Regions from separate parts of the Sus scrofa genome. Here regions 1 and 2 are each linked to region 3. A link is a contact called in public HiChIP or PLAC-seq data. All regions are on one chromosome and are shown on one strand. Each heading gives the region's core, a stretch centred on a gene start, on an enhancer-like site or on the middle of the called end of the contact. The rest is flanking DNA. Distances are from core to core; before and after follow the strand shown.

Region 1 (3,692 bases), core at 119-2,618, 190 kb before region 3:
GCTATATTTTCTCAGGCCACTTTGGGCAATATTTTCCCCTATTGGACCTAGTCCTCAAGATTCTTCCTTCTGTAAAAAGCACAATGAACTAAACAGACATTTGGGAAAGATTTAGCCTCAGGGGAGATAAAATATCACTTCTGCTTCAATGCACATTTCCAGAAAATAGGCTGAGATCATCTAAATGCAGAAGGTGCAAAATGATCCATCATAAATGTCTATTTTTTCAGTTTTACATATACCATGTTACTAATAACTGTTGGATTTCAGTGGGATTTTCACAGAATGATAAAATACTACTTCCACCAGAAAGTAAATGTGAGGAAAAAATTCATGAAAGAAAAAAAGGAACTAACATATAGGGTTAAATGTCAACTTTTCCTCTTAAAAATCTGAAGAAAAGTCCAATTAAAGGAAAATATAGTTTTAGAATAAGTCATCTAATGTTGATTTAATGCTTTTTTTTTAATGTGCATTTTATTTGTGAGAAAAGAATTTTACTTCTGCTTTCATTCTGAGGAGGGGGACAAAAACTCGGGTGCATCATTCCTGTGTCCTAGTCAGAAGAAAATTGTTGGTATGAGAAATGTTAAAAAACTATTAAAAATAGTAATTTTCTGGAGTTCCCGTCGTGGCGCAGTGGTTGACGAATCCGACTAGGAACCATGAGGTTGCGGGTTCGGTCCCTGCCCTTGCTCAGCGGGTTTATGATCCGGCATTGCCGTGAGCTGTGGTGTAGGTCGCAGACACGGCTCGGATCCCGCGTTGCTGTGGCTCTGGCGTAGGCCGGTGGCTACAGCTCCGATTCGACCCTAGCCTGGGAATCTCCATATGCCGCGGGAGCGGCCCAAGAAATAGCAACAACAACAACAACAAAAGACAAAAAGACAAAAAAAAAAAAAAAAGTAATTTTCTTCCCTAATTAGACTGTGGTGTTTTTCACTACTTTCCCCACTTCACCGTGAGAGTATGTATAAAAAAAGGCATCCTTGCATACAACCCTTTGACCAGATTTCACAACTCCTGTTCTATGCTAATAAGAAATCTTTACTTAGTTTCAGTCTTTCCAAATAAGCTGAAATTTTGGACACAGCAAATACCAGCTTAGTCCTCTCTATCCTCTGGTCCTTGACCCCTGGCTAAAACCTGGCTTGGTCTGTTCCTTTAAAAAGGTGAAGCTAGACCCTGTTTTTCCAGAGCACTTTTATCTTAATGCAGGGCCACACAAAACTGTGGGGAGCTCCACTCAGGCCCAGGGGGAAGATAGACTGGCTGCCATCCAGTTTAGCTGGCTCAAGAGAGGTCAGTTTCCTTGTCCTCTCAATAGACTGTCCCTTCTGTGCTGACCTTTAACTAACTGGCAGGGCTCTCAAGCTCTGACACTGCTTCCTCTCTGCCCACACTCTTCTTCCCCACATGTACGTCCTTCTTAAAAGAGGGAAGAGCCTGAGAAGAAGGTGCTGGGAAGAGGAAAAGTGAAGTCCTGACTTTCAAACCCCTAAGGGTTTTCCCCCTTCTTGATTCATTTAAAAGTATATCAAGACAAAGCATGCAAAATTTGCAAAAACATTGAGAATTTAGTGTGGTCTATGCCTCAGGGTAGATAGCTTACAAATCTCAGGAGAATATTCTAGCTCTTCTATAAATATCTCATTGTTTATTTGTTGATTTTTATGGCCTTGCCCCTGATGTGCAGAAGTTCCCTGGGCCAGGGATTGAACCTGCACCACAGCAATGACCCGAGCCACAGCAATGACAATGCTAGATCCTTAACCCACTAAGTCACCAGGGAACCCATCTCGTAGTCTTTTTTTTTTTTTTTTTGCTTTTCAGGGCTGCACTTGTAGTATATGGAAGTTCCCAGACTAGGGGTCAAATCAGTGCTGCAGCTGCTGGCCTACACACAGTCCCAGCAATGCCAGATCCGAGCCACGTCTGCAACCTATACCACAGCTCATGGCAGCACCTTAACCCACTGAGTGAGGCCGGAGATCGAACCTACATCCTCATGGATCCTAGTCAGGTTTGTTAACCACTGAGCTGTGGAGTGAACTCCTCTCATAGTCTTTGTAATGGAACTTTTTGCAAACAGTTTGCTTTCTTTTTATAATTAGTGTGATCAGTAGTTTCATTGTGTAGAAATAGATTCCAAGAAAAATTACAATGCCTATAAACAGTGATCAAATCGCTTAAAGATGCTAAAGACATTAAAAATGCAAATGATCTGGAGGTTAAGCATCCAGAATTGTCACTGCTGTGGCTGTGGTTACAGCTGTGGTGAGAATTCAGTCCCTGGCCTGGGAATTTCCACATGCCACAGGTGGGACTAAAAGAAATAGAAAAAAATGGAAATGATTTATCTCTTAATCATTTAATTAATTTTGAAAGCGAGCCAACCAACATATACTTAAAAACCCTCTGTACCATGCTTAAAATTTTTTTTAAAAGTAAAGAATATGCAGTAACAATTGTAAAATTTCGAAGTGTATTTAGGAGTTCTCTTGTGGCACAGCAGGTTAAGGATCTGGTGTTATCACTGCAGTGGCTTGGTTGCTGCTATGGCACAGGTTTGAATCCTGGCCTGGGAACTTCCACACGCTGTGGGCATGGCCAAATAAAAGAAAATAGTACCTTTACAATTATAAAAACAAAGATTTGATTGTATTTTCCTGATTTTTTGTCCCTTTTAGTGATGGTGCCTCAGTGGCATGTATGGCATCTCTCCTCCTGCTAACTTGGTACCAAAGAAACCCTCCCTCATTTGAGGGTATTTAGAACCCTTTCCTCTAGCCCATTCTATTTACCCTCCAAAAGCTGGCATTCAGCTGAAACCAGAGGGGAAAAAAGTCTTTTCTCAGTTTACTGGCAGCGTGTTGAAGGCAATTGACCACTTTTCAGTAGAAAACATTTCCTTCCCCTATTATGTCACCTCTGCCCCTTAAAACACTTTACAGAGCTCTGGCTGAGCCCTCTCATGATTGCCAGACAGTGGCTTCCTTTAAAAAAACTTAGAAGCAGCTGGTGTCATACATAGACATTTTCTTTAAAGAAGAATTATTGGAGTTCCCGTCATGGCACAGTGGAAACGAATCTGACTAAGAACTATGAGGTTGCAGGTTTGATCCCTGGCCTTGCTTGGTGGGTTAAGGATCTAGCGTTGCTGTGAGCTGTCATGTAGGTGGCAGATGTGGCTTGGATCCAGCATTGCTGTGGCTATGGTATAGGCCGACAGCTGTAGCTCCGATTAGACTCTTAGCCTGGAAACCTCCATATGCCATGGGTGTGGCCCTAAAAAGCAAAAAAAAAAAGAATGATTGATCCCCACCCATAATGTATGCACAGTAAAGAGCATCATAGAACTGGAAAAGAGCTTCCCAATTCAATCCTACCCATGAATTTTACTGTACCATGGACCACCTTGTCAGTCTGGTGAAGCTTGTAAATTCCTTCTCAGAATAATGCTTTTAAGAGCATAAAATAAAGTACTTGAGGCTGGATACCTTCCTTACATCATGAACAAAAATGAATTCAAAATGGATCAAAAACCATAAAAAAATGCAAGAGCCAAAACAATACAAACAATTTTTAGAAGAAAACCTAAGAGTATACCTTATGACTGTAGCTTAGGCAGTAGTTTCTTTTGACTTTTTAAAAATAGCTTTAGTGACATATAATTCATATGCCAAAGAATT
Region 2 (4,296 bases), core at 365-2,864, 140 kb before region 3:
TTTACCTCAAACCTTGCCATCATCTCAGATAATGCCAATGTCCAGCTGACAATTGGCTCCTTAGCTCCTTCTCATCTCCAATTAAAATGTTAAGAATGGGAGTTCCGTCATGGCTCAGTGGTTAACAAATCTGACTAGGAACCATGAGGTTGCGGGTTCAATCCCTGGCCTTGCTTAGTGGGTTAAGGATCTGGCATTGCTGTAGTGTAGGTTGCAGAAGTGGCTTGGATCCTGAGTTGCTGTGGCTCTGGTGTAGGCCGGCAGCTAAAGCTCCAATTAGACTCCTAGCCTGGGAATCTCCATATGCCACAGGTGCGGCCCTAGAAAAGACAAAAAGACCAAAAAAAAAAAAAAAAAAAAAAAAGTTAAGAATGGAGTTCCCATGGTGGCACAGCAGTAATGAACCAGACTAGTATCCATGAGGATGGGGGTTTGATCCCTGGCCTTGCTCAGTGTGTTAAGGATCCAGCGTTGCCATGAGCTGTGGTGTAGGTCACAGATGCTGCTTGGATCTGGCGTTGCTGTGGCTGTGGCAGAGGCTGGCAGCTATACCTCTGATTCGACACCCAGCCTGGGAACTTCCATATGCCGCAGGTGCAGCCCTAGAAAGACAAAATAAAATAAAATGTTAAGGGTAAGAGTTAACATTTGCTATGTGCCAGTCACTAGTCTAAGAAGTCAGCATGTCATGTATTAACTCTTTGATTCCATGACAGCCCTCTACGATAGGTCACCGTTATTATCAGCTCTGTTTTACAGATGAGGAAACAATTAGGGCTGCTTGTGGTTTGTGCTGCTGTTGAGTAGTGAAGGCAGGATCTAAATTCAGACACTTTCCTTACAGAATACTACTTCAATACTTCAATACCACTTGCTTCAATACTACTCCAATTTTTCTCCTTCTAATGATTGGTCTTCTATCATTAGCCTGCCCCACCCACTTCCACTATCATACCCTGAACTTCGCCATCTCTTCTACCTGAATCATCTTCAAATCACTAATTTAGGCACCTCATCCTCTGATCAACTTCCTCTCCCTCAAGCAGGTCAATAAAAACAACATAAAAGTAATGGTAATATTAGCAAACACTTACATAGTCTAAGTGCTTTTCCCATGTTAACCTTTATTTCTCACAGTAATTCTGTGATGAAGGTTTTATTACTACTGTTTTACAGATGAGAAAGTTGAAGCACAGAGAAGTTAAGTAACATGTGCAATGTCACACAGCTTAGGAGCAAAGCTAGAATGTGAGTCCAGTCAGTCTCCAGAGTACATTCTCATCTACTACAGCAAGATAGATAAACCTGGAGTTGTGAGGGAAATCATTATCAACTGGGTTCTTTGTTTGTTTGTTTGTTTTCAAAATACCCATGCTTACCCTCCAGTTCCAAAGGTGTGCTTGTTTGCTTTTTGTTTTGAAAGAGCCTCTCAGATGACTTGGACATTTACTTTATGTTGAGAACCACACATTAGATTATTTCAGCAGCCTCCCCTCCTGCTGTTCTGCTCGAGTTCAACCTACTGCTGTCCTGCTGGTGCCTGTCAGGACTGCTTCACACAAACAGGTTAGGGCTGGGCCCGAGAGTGGAAGCATCATGACCAGACATTGAGTGAAAAAAACCTCAGCGTCAATAGCTTGCAGTGCTGAAGCAAGTAGGGATTGCCCGATTTCTTGATGCCTACGTAATACTTGCTATGCTTTTTCTCATGTCCATCTGATTCATTTTAACAGCCAAGCATTTAACCAGCTGCTTATCTGAAGATTGCTCAGAGCAGCAAACAGTTTGTCCTCATTAACATGACAGCTTCTAAAACAAGAAGAAAGGAGAATGAGAGAAGAACAGAGAAGGTAGTCTTGGCATAGGTCCAAGGGAAAAGCAGTCTGGCTGAAACTGTTGGGTTCCCTTGGCCAGGAAGCAGCAATCTACATAAACAGGAAATAGAGAAGGTTGAGGGAGAGGGCAGTGGTTAGTTGGTGAGAGCAAAAGCTGACACCAGAGGGGTGTAAACGGTTATATGCAAAAGCAATTCTGACACAAGCCAGGACTCTGCATGTGAACAATCCCAGCTCTTTCCTGAGAGACCTTGTTTCACCACGGTGTCTGTGGAGTATGTGTTGGGTCCTATTGGCAAATGGAGACATCTTTGAGCACCTGCCCTTTTTTTGCTAGCTGTCTGCAGAGTAGTTTTATTTTCTCTCATTTACTAGTCTAAACACTCTGTGAGAATGGGATTACTATTTCCATTCTCATATTTTAAGTGAGAAAACTGGCTCAGAAAGATTGTCACTTTGCCCAAATTCATTTGCATTATACCATATATAACACTTTTGAAAGCTGCCTTCTCTCTGAAAGCATAACCTATTAGAAAGAAGGTGTCTAGGTTTTCTAAGGATGCCATAACAAATTACCACAAACCTGGTGGTCTAAAACAACCACCAGCTTATTTATTTTCTCATGATTCTGGAGGCCAGAAGTCTGAAATCAAGGTGCAAGCAGGGCCACACGCCTTCTGAAGTCTCGAAGGGAGAATCCTTCCTTGCTTCTTCCAGCCTCTGGTGGCTCCAAACATTTTTTGGCTTGTGGCTGTGACTTCAATCTCTGCCTTCTTTGTCCCTGACTTCTCTTCTGTTTCTCATTAGGACATTTATCACTGGATTTACAGTCCACCTAAATAATCCAGGGTGATCTCATCTCAAAATCCTTAAATTTTTTTTTTAGGGCCACACCCACGACATATGGAGGTTCCCAGGCCAGGGATTGAATTGGAGCTGTAGCCACCAGCCTATGCCACAGCCACAGCAATGCAGAATCGTAGCCATGTCTGTGACCTACACCACAGTTCATAGCAACATGGGATCTTTAACCCACTGAGTGAGGCCAGGGATTGAACCTGTGTCCTTATGGTTACCAGTCAGATTAATTTCCACTGAGCCATGATAGGAACTCCTCAAAATCCTTAACTTAATTACAGCTGCAAACACTATTTCAAAATAAGGTAACATTGGAGTTCCCTCTGTGGCACAGTGGGTTAAGAATCCAACTGCAGCAGCTTGGGTTGCTCCAGAGGTGCAGGTTCGATCACAGGCCTGGCGCAGTGAGTTAAAGGATCTGGTGTTGCCACAACTGTGCCGTAGTTAGATTTCAGTTCCTGGCACGGGAACTTCCGTATGCCGTAGGTGCAGACATAAACAAACAAAAAAAAGTAACATTCATGGGGTCCAAATGTAAGGATGTGGGCATAACTTCTGGGGAGTCACCATTCAACCATCTACAGAGGGTATCATTATTAATATAGCAATGCAGATTTTGTAGTGTTTTAATAGCAACCGCAGAATTGAGAGAGATACTCATTAGGGTTCCCATGGCCAGATCCCCATTTTTCTTTCTCTCTCTCTCTCTCTCTTTTTTTTTTTTTTGTCTTTTTGCCTTTTCTAGGGCCGCTCCCATGACATATGGAGGTTCCCAGGCTAGGGGTCTAACCAGAGCTGTAGACACCAGCCTATGCCAGAGCCACAGCAACTCGGGATCTGAGCTGCGTCTGCAACCTACACCACAGCTCATGGCAATGCAGGATCCTTAACCCACTGAGCAAGGCCAGGGATTGAACTCTCAACCTCATGGTTCCTAGTCGGATTCATTAACCACTGCACCACGAGAGGAACTCCTCTTTTTCTCTTTTTAAGGCTGCACCCACGGCTTATGAACGTTCCCAGGCTAGGAGTCAAATTGGAGCAGCAGCCTCTGGCCTACACCACAGCCATAGCAATGCCGGCTCCTTAACCCACTGAGAAGAGCCAGGGATCGAACCTGCATCCTCATGGATGCTAGTCAGATTTATTTCTGCCAAGCCCTGTTGGAAACTCCAGATCCCCATTTTTTAAAAGACTAAACTTTTCTGGAATGCTAATCACTTCAACCACTGCTACCATTCTTTCTAAACCTTAGGTCTATTAGAATTTCACAGGCAAGTGGGGAGTGCATCACAAGACAAATGAAAATATCCTTCTTTTTTTTTTTTTTTTTTTTTTTTTTAGGGCTGCATCTGCATATGGAGCTTCCCAGGCTAGGGGTCCAATAGGAGCTACGGCTGCCAGCCTATGCCACAGCCACAGCAATTCCAGATCAGAGCCCCGTCTGCGACCTACACCACAGCTCACGGCAACACCAGATCTTTAACCCACTGAGCAAGGCCAGGGATGGAACCTGCAACCTCATGGTTCCTAGTTGGATTCGTTAACCACTGCGCCATGACGGGAACTCCTGAAAATATCCTTTTATTGAGAGTGATATATC
Region 3 (4,224 bases), core at 1,015-3,514:
TACATTTCTAAGAATAAGGCCTCCAACATAACTACAAAACCCCTATCATATCTAAGAAAATTAATAATTCTATATTATCTAATATCCATTCTTGATGTTTTCCCAAACATCCCAAGAATATCATTTATAGCTCTCATTTTTTTCCAAATGAGGCAAAGTTTAAACATTGCATGTAGTTATGTCTCTTTTGTCTTATTTAATTCTAGAACAACACCCTCCCTACCATTTTTTTCCCCCTTCATTGACTTTCTGAAGAATCCAGGACAGTTTTCTTGATAGACACTGCCATTATTCTCAGAGGTTTTTACTAATGTAAGACAAATATTAAACATGCAACTTCATACATTATTTTATAAATATGCAAGATTATATAGATGAGAAAATTGAAAAGTGATGAGATTAAATCAAGATAACACAACGGATAGCGGCCAAGATGTGTTCTAACTGGATCTGGTTTTGAAACTCACTCTTTTCAACCATTATCAAGATGATTCTGATTTTAAGATGGTAAATAAAATTTTGAGCATGTGAAATCCAGGTGGTAGATACTTCTTTTTTAAATTGCAGACAAATAGTGTTTCTAGATGAGAAATAAAACCTTGAAAAATACTTGCTCTTAAGAGTGGTCAGACTGTGGGGTTCTAAACCTACAGGTTAACCTGCAGACCTGTTTTGCCTTAGGGATGTTCCGTGATATACTGTTTGATGACATAGACTTCACTGTAGAGCTTTGTTTGAGAATCTCCTTTAGTTCAGCTTTCGCAGAATTTTATCTACTGTTTTAAATTTTTCTAAATTTGCTTGTATACCATCTGTTACCTTGTAAGACCCATTGGCAGTTAAATTCTCCTTTAGCCAGTACTCACACACCTACAGATCAGATACGTTGATGATCCCAAGAAGACATGTATTTGTTTTGTTTTTGTTTGTTTTGTGTCTTTTTAAAGCTGTACCTGCAGCATATGGAAGTTCCCAGGCTAGGGGTTGAATCGAAGCTGTAGCCGCCAGCCCATACCACAGCCACAGCAATCCCACTTCTGAGTCATGTCTGTGACTACACCACAGCTTACAGCAGGGCTGGATCCTTTAACTCACTGAGTGAGGCCAGGGATCGAACCTGCATCCTCGTGGATACTAGTCAGGTTCGTTACCACTGAGCCACAACAGGAACTGCATGATACCAATGTGTTTGTGATTCATTCAGCCAGGAATCTTTCTAAGCTTAGAGGTAACTTCTGTGTAGTATGGATACTAGGATAAATTCCTTTATTCTTTCCCACTTCAGACTTAGTTTAGTTGCAAGTTTCAATTAATGTGTGCTTTGGACTTGAGTGCCCAATAGTCTTAGTTGATTGTTATTTGTTGTTTGACTACCTTAGACAAAAAGCCGCAAAATTTAAATGCCTGGATATTACAGCATAGGTGTTGAATTTAATCCATTTAATTTTTCTGTAGTATTTGCTGGCTAATTAGGGAGTACTAAATCAGATTAATTTTCTCAGTACATTCAATTTTTTTAAACTGTTTTCCTGTTATTATATCCAGATTGTTAAGCTTTGATGGGAGTGGGCTTGGGGAATGGTGTATTGAAACTGAATTAGCAGAACAGATAATATCTATTGAGCACTAACTTTGTGCTCAAGCACAAGAACTGTGTGAAGTGATTTATACCTGTATCTTCCTTCTCACAAAAGTCCTTTGAAGTTGGTACCATAATTAGCTCCATCTTTACAGACATGAGACAAAGTTAAGACTTTTCCAGGGTCACACAGCTATTAAGTAGTAGAGCCTAGATTTGAACTCAATTCTGGGAAAGTCATACTCTTTATTGCCTTGCCACTGCTGCTACTACCTATTCAATACTATCTATTCATCTCTGTTCTACAGATGAGGAAACTAAGGTATAAAATGGCTAAGTAGTTTTCTTTGGAAGGACTTCTTTGACTACTTAGCCCATCTGATGATTCTTTGTTCTCTAGAATAAACTCAAAGTGATTCTGCTAAAGTGACAGCTATTAACTAACTTTGATTAGTTTGATCCATTTCATATATAAAAGTAATAGAAACATGTAAAAGAGCATGAAAACTTAAGAAGCCACCTAGAAGATCTTGACCCAATCAGTATTGTTTTGGAACTGCAATTTGAAAAGAACTTTAGCCAAATGCTAATTTGATCCTTTTTAACCAAAGAGCAGTACACAAGGATAAAAGAGATAGTTCCTGTTTTTTCTGTTGTTTGTCTGAAATGAGCTTTTCTTCCATCCTGCTTCCCCTCCCCCCTTTCTCTTATTGGGTAATCAAATCCCACCAACCTTCTTCCTGTGGCTCCCTTAGAAACAATCTCTTCCTCCTTTGAACTTGCCTAATAATTTAATTGTTTTTCTCTTGCTCATTGGATCTTACAAGATAACAGGTGAGTTCAGAATATCTTTTGACTTTCCCATATTTTATCTCAGCTAATTTTTATTAACCTTTTGGTTTTTGTCAGTGTGATATGATGACGCATCAATTACAGCGAGCACTCATTTGAATAAATATATTTTAAATGTTGTAGAATTATGTTTAGATGTTTATTCACATTTTAGCTTTTTTTTTTTTTGGCATTTCCTTTGTCTTCAAGTGTAGGGCCTGGATAAGTTGTTTGACTAATAATCCAATTTCTCTTTCTCCTTTGTCTCCACCTTTCACTATAATTAAAGTTAAACTCATGGTAATTGTAACAAGAACAATTTGCAGGGTACTTAGGAATTCTTGTTACAGAGGAGAAATTTAAAATATGTTTAGTTTTAAGTGTACTGGTTAAATAAACAAATGCCCAGGGGTGTCACTGGGAGGTCTGTGGAATAGTCTGTGGTACTGCAAACCAAAGGAATATAATAAGGAAAGCCGAGAAAGCACAGAATGGAAGAAATAGGAGTGAAAAAAGGTTTGGCAGTGGTAGTGAATCACAAGAAACTGTCTCTCTTGCTGTTTGTTCTTGGCTAAAAAATTTTAAGAGATGAGGAAGCCAAGTACAGTTCTGTTCAAGCTGCCTCCTTTCAAAAAACCAGGTAACAAATATGCCTTAAATTTACTCTTTTCTGAAATATGATGTTCATGCTTGAAATGTGCTATTGTGGAATAAAGTTCATATCTGACGTAATATATCTGACCTTCCTCAGCTTGTGACATTGCTGTTTTTTAACACACATGTTTGTCATTACTGTCTTTTAGAAAGTTTGTAGGCCCTCATCCAGGAAAAGAAACTAACCGCAACCAAATGAGTCTGTATTATGCCTAGGATAAAAAAATATTGACTTTGAACCTTAAACATGAAACAATGAATTGATTTTAATCTTAAAATTAAATCATTACTTCAGTCTGTCATATGGCTCATAAGTTCTGGTTTATTGAATTTTTAGAAACATGTAGAATTAAGCATTGCAACTTTTTAATACTTTTGTTGAAAAATATTTAAAGTGTAATACAGATATGCTTTAGTTTAATAACCACAATATACTTTATAATGTTTAATTTTCATGGTATCAGAGGGCTTTGAGTATGAATTAATATACTAAACAGTAAACTATTATAGTATGCACAAGAGATTTCCTAGTACGGTATTCTCATTTTCACCCAATAACATCCTCCAGATGAGGTACAGAGGTTATGTGACTTGCCCGAGGTCCCATGGCTAGTAAGTGGAGCCAAGTCTCTATTTACTGCCTTTATTCATTGTACTGTGATTTCTGTGCATACAGAAGGCATGGGGTGTGCCATCAGCTTCCTCTAATCCTAGTAATATTGCTAGACTAGCTATTTGGAGTAAATTCCTGATAGGTCGCAATGTCATAAAATCAGGATGAAGAAAATACAAGCGTACAAACCATAGAATTAGAAATAGGAGTTCCCGTCGTGGTGCAGCAGAACGATATTGACTAGGAACCATGAGGTTTTGGTTCGATCCTATCTTTGCTCAATGGGTTACAGATCCAGCATTGCCATGAGGTGTAGGTCGCAGACGTGGCTCTGATCTGGCATTACTGTGGCTGTGGTGTAGGCCAGCGGATATATCTCGGATTAGACCCCTGGCCTGGGCATCTCCATATGCCGCAGGTGCAGCCCTAAAAAACACGCGCATGCACGCACGCATGCACGCACACACACACACACACACACACACACAAATAGAAGGGAACCTTAGCTTTTTAGTCCAGTGATCCCCATACCTGGCTGTACCTCAGA

Evidence for each region. HiChIP or PLAC-seq counts read pairs in DNA pulled down with a chosen protein or histone mark.
Region 1: an H3K27ac HiChIP or PLAC-seq map of alveolar macrophages shows a contact between it and region 3. The contact joins two enhancer-like sites. A contact is called at or near these places in 1 of 5 promoter capture datasets (liver), 1 of 47 Hi-C or Micro-C datasets (fibroblasts) and 1 of 2 datasets of contacts at active chromatin or transcription factors (alveolar macrophages).
Region 2: a contact with region 3 is called in an H3K27ac HiChIP or PLAC-seq map of alveolar macrophages. The contact joins two enhancer-like sites. A contact is called at or near these places in 1 of 47 Hi-C or Micro-C datasets (liver) and 1 of 2 datasets of contacts at active chromatin or transcription factors (alveolar macrophages).

The regions. Positions count from the first base shown.
Region 1 is chr2:44,719,622-44,723,313 of Sscrofa11.1, reverse strand. All of the region lies in intron 3 of LOC106507279 (a long non-coding RNA gene), which reads left to right. Among named protein-coding and RNA genes, the nearest start is that of PSMA1, 19 kb to the left of the region's middle. Within about 2 kb of position 1,368, at least 18 of the 83 cell types and tissues checked have an H3K27ac peak or open chromatin away from gene starts, as enhancers often do. A contact at or near this core is called in alveolar macrophages, where this site is marked.
Region 2 is chr2:44,669,134-44,673,429 of Sscrofa11.1, reverse strand. All of the region lies in intron 5 of LOC106507279 (a long non-coding RNA gene), which reads left to right. Among named protein-coding and RNA genes, the nearest start is that of PDE3B, 57 kb to the right of the region's middle. Within about 2 kb of position 1,614, at least 33 of the 83 cell types and tissues checked have an H3K27ac peak or open chromatin away from gene starts, as enhancers often do. A contact at or near this core is called in alveolar macrophages, where this site is marked.
Region 3 is chr2:44,528,936-44,533,159 of Sscrofa11.1, reverse strand. All of the region lies in intron 1 of PDE3B (cGMP-inhibited 3',5'-cyclic phosphodiesterase B), which reads left to right. Among named protein-coding and RNA genes, the nearest start is that of PDE3B, 83 kb to the left of the region's middle. Within about 2 kb of position 2,264, at least 2 of the 83 cell types and tissues checked have an H3K27ac peak or open chromatin away from gene starts, as enhancers often do. A contact at or near this core is called in alveolar macrophages, where this site is marked.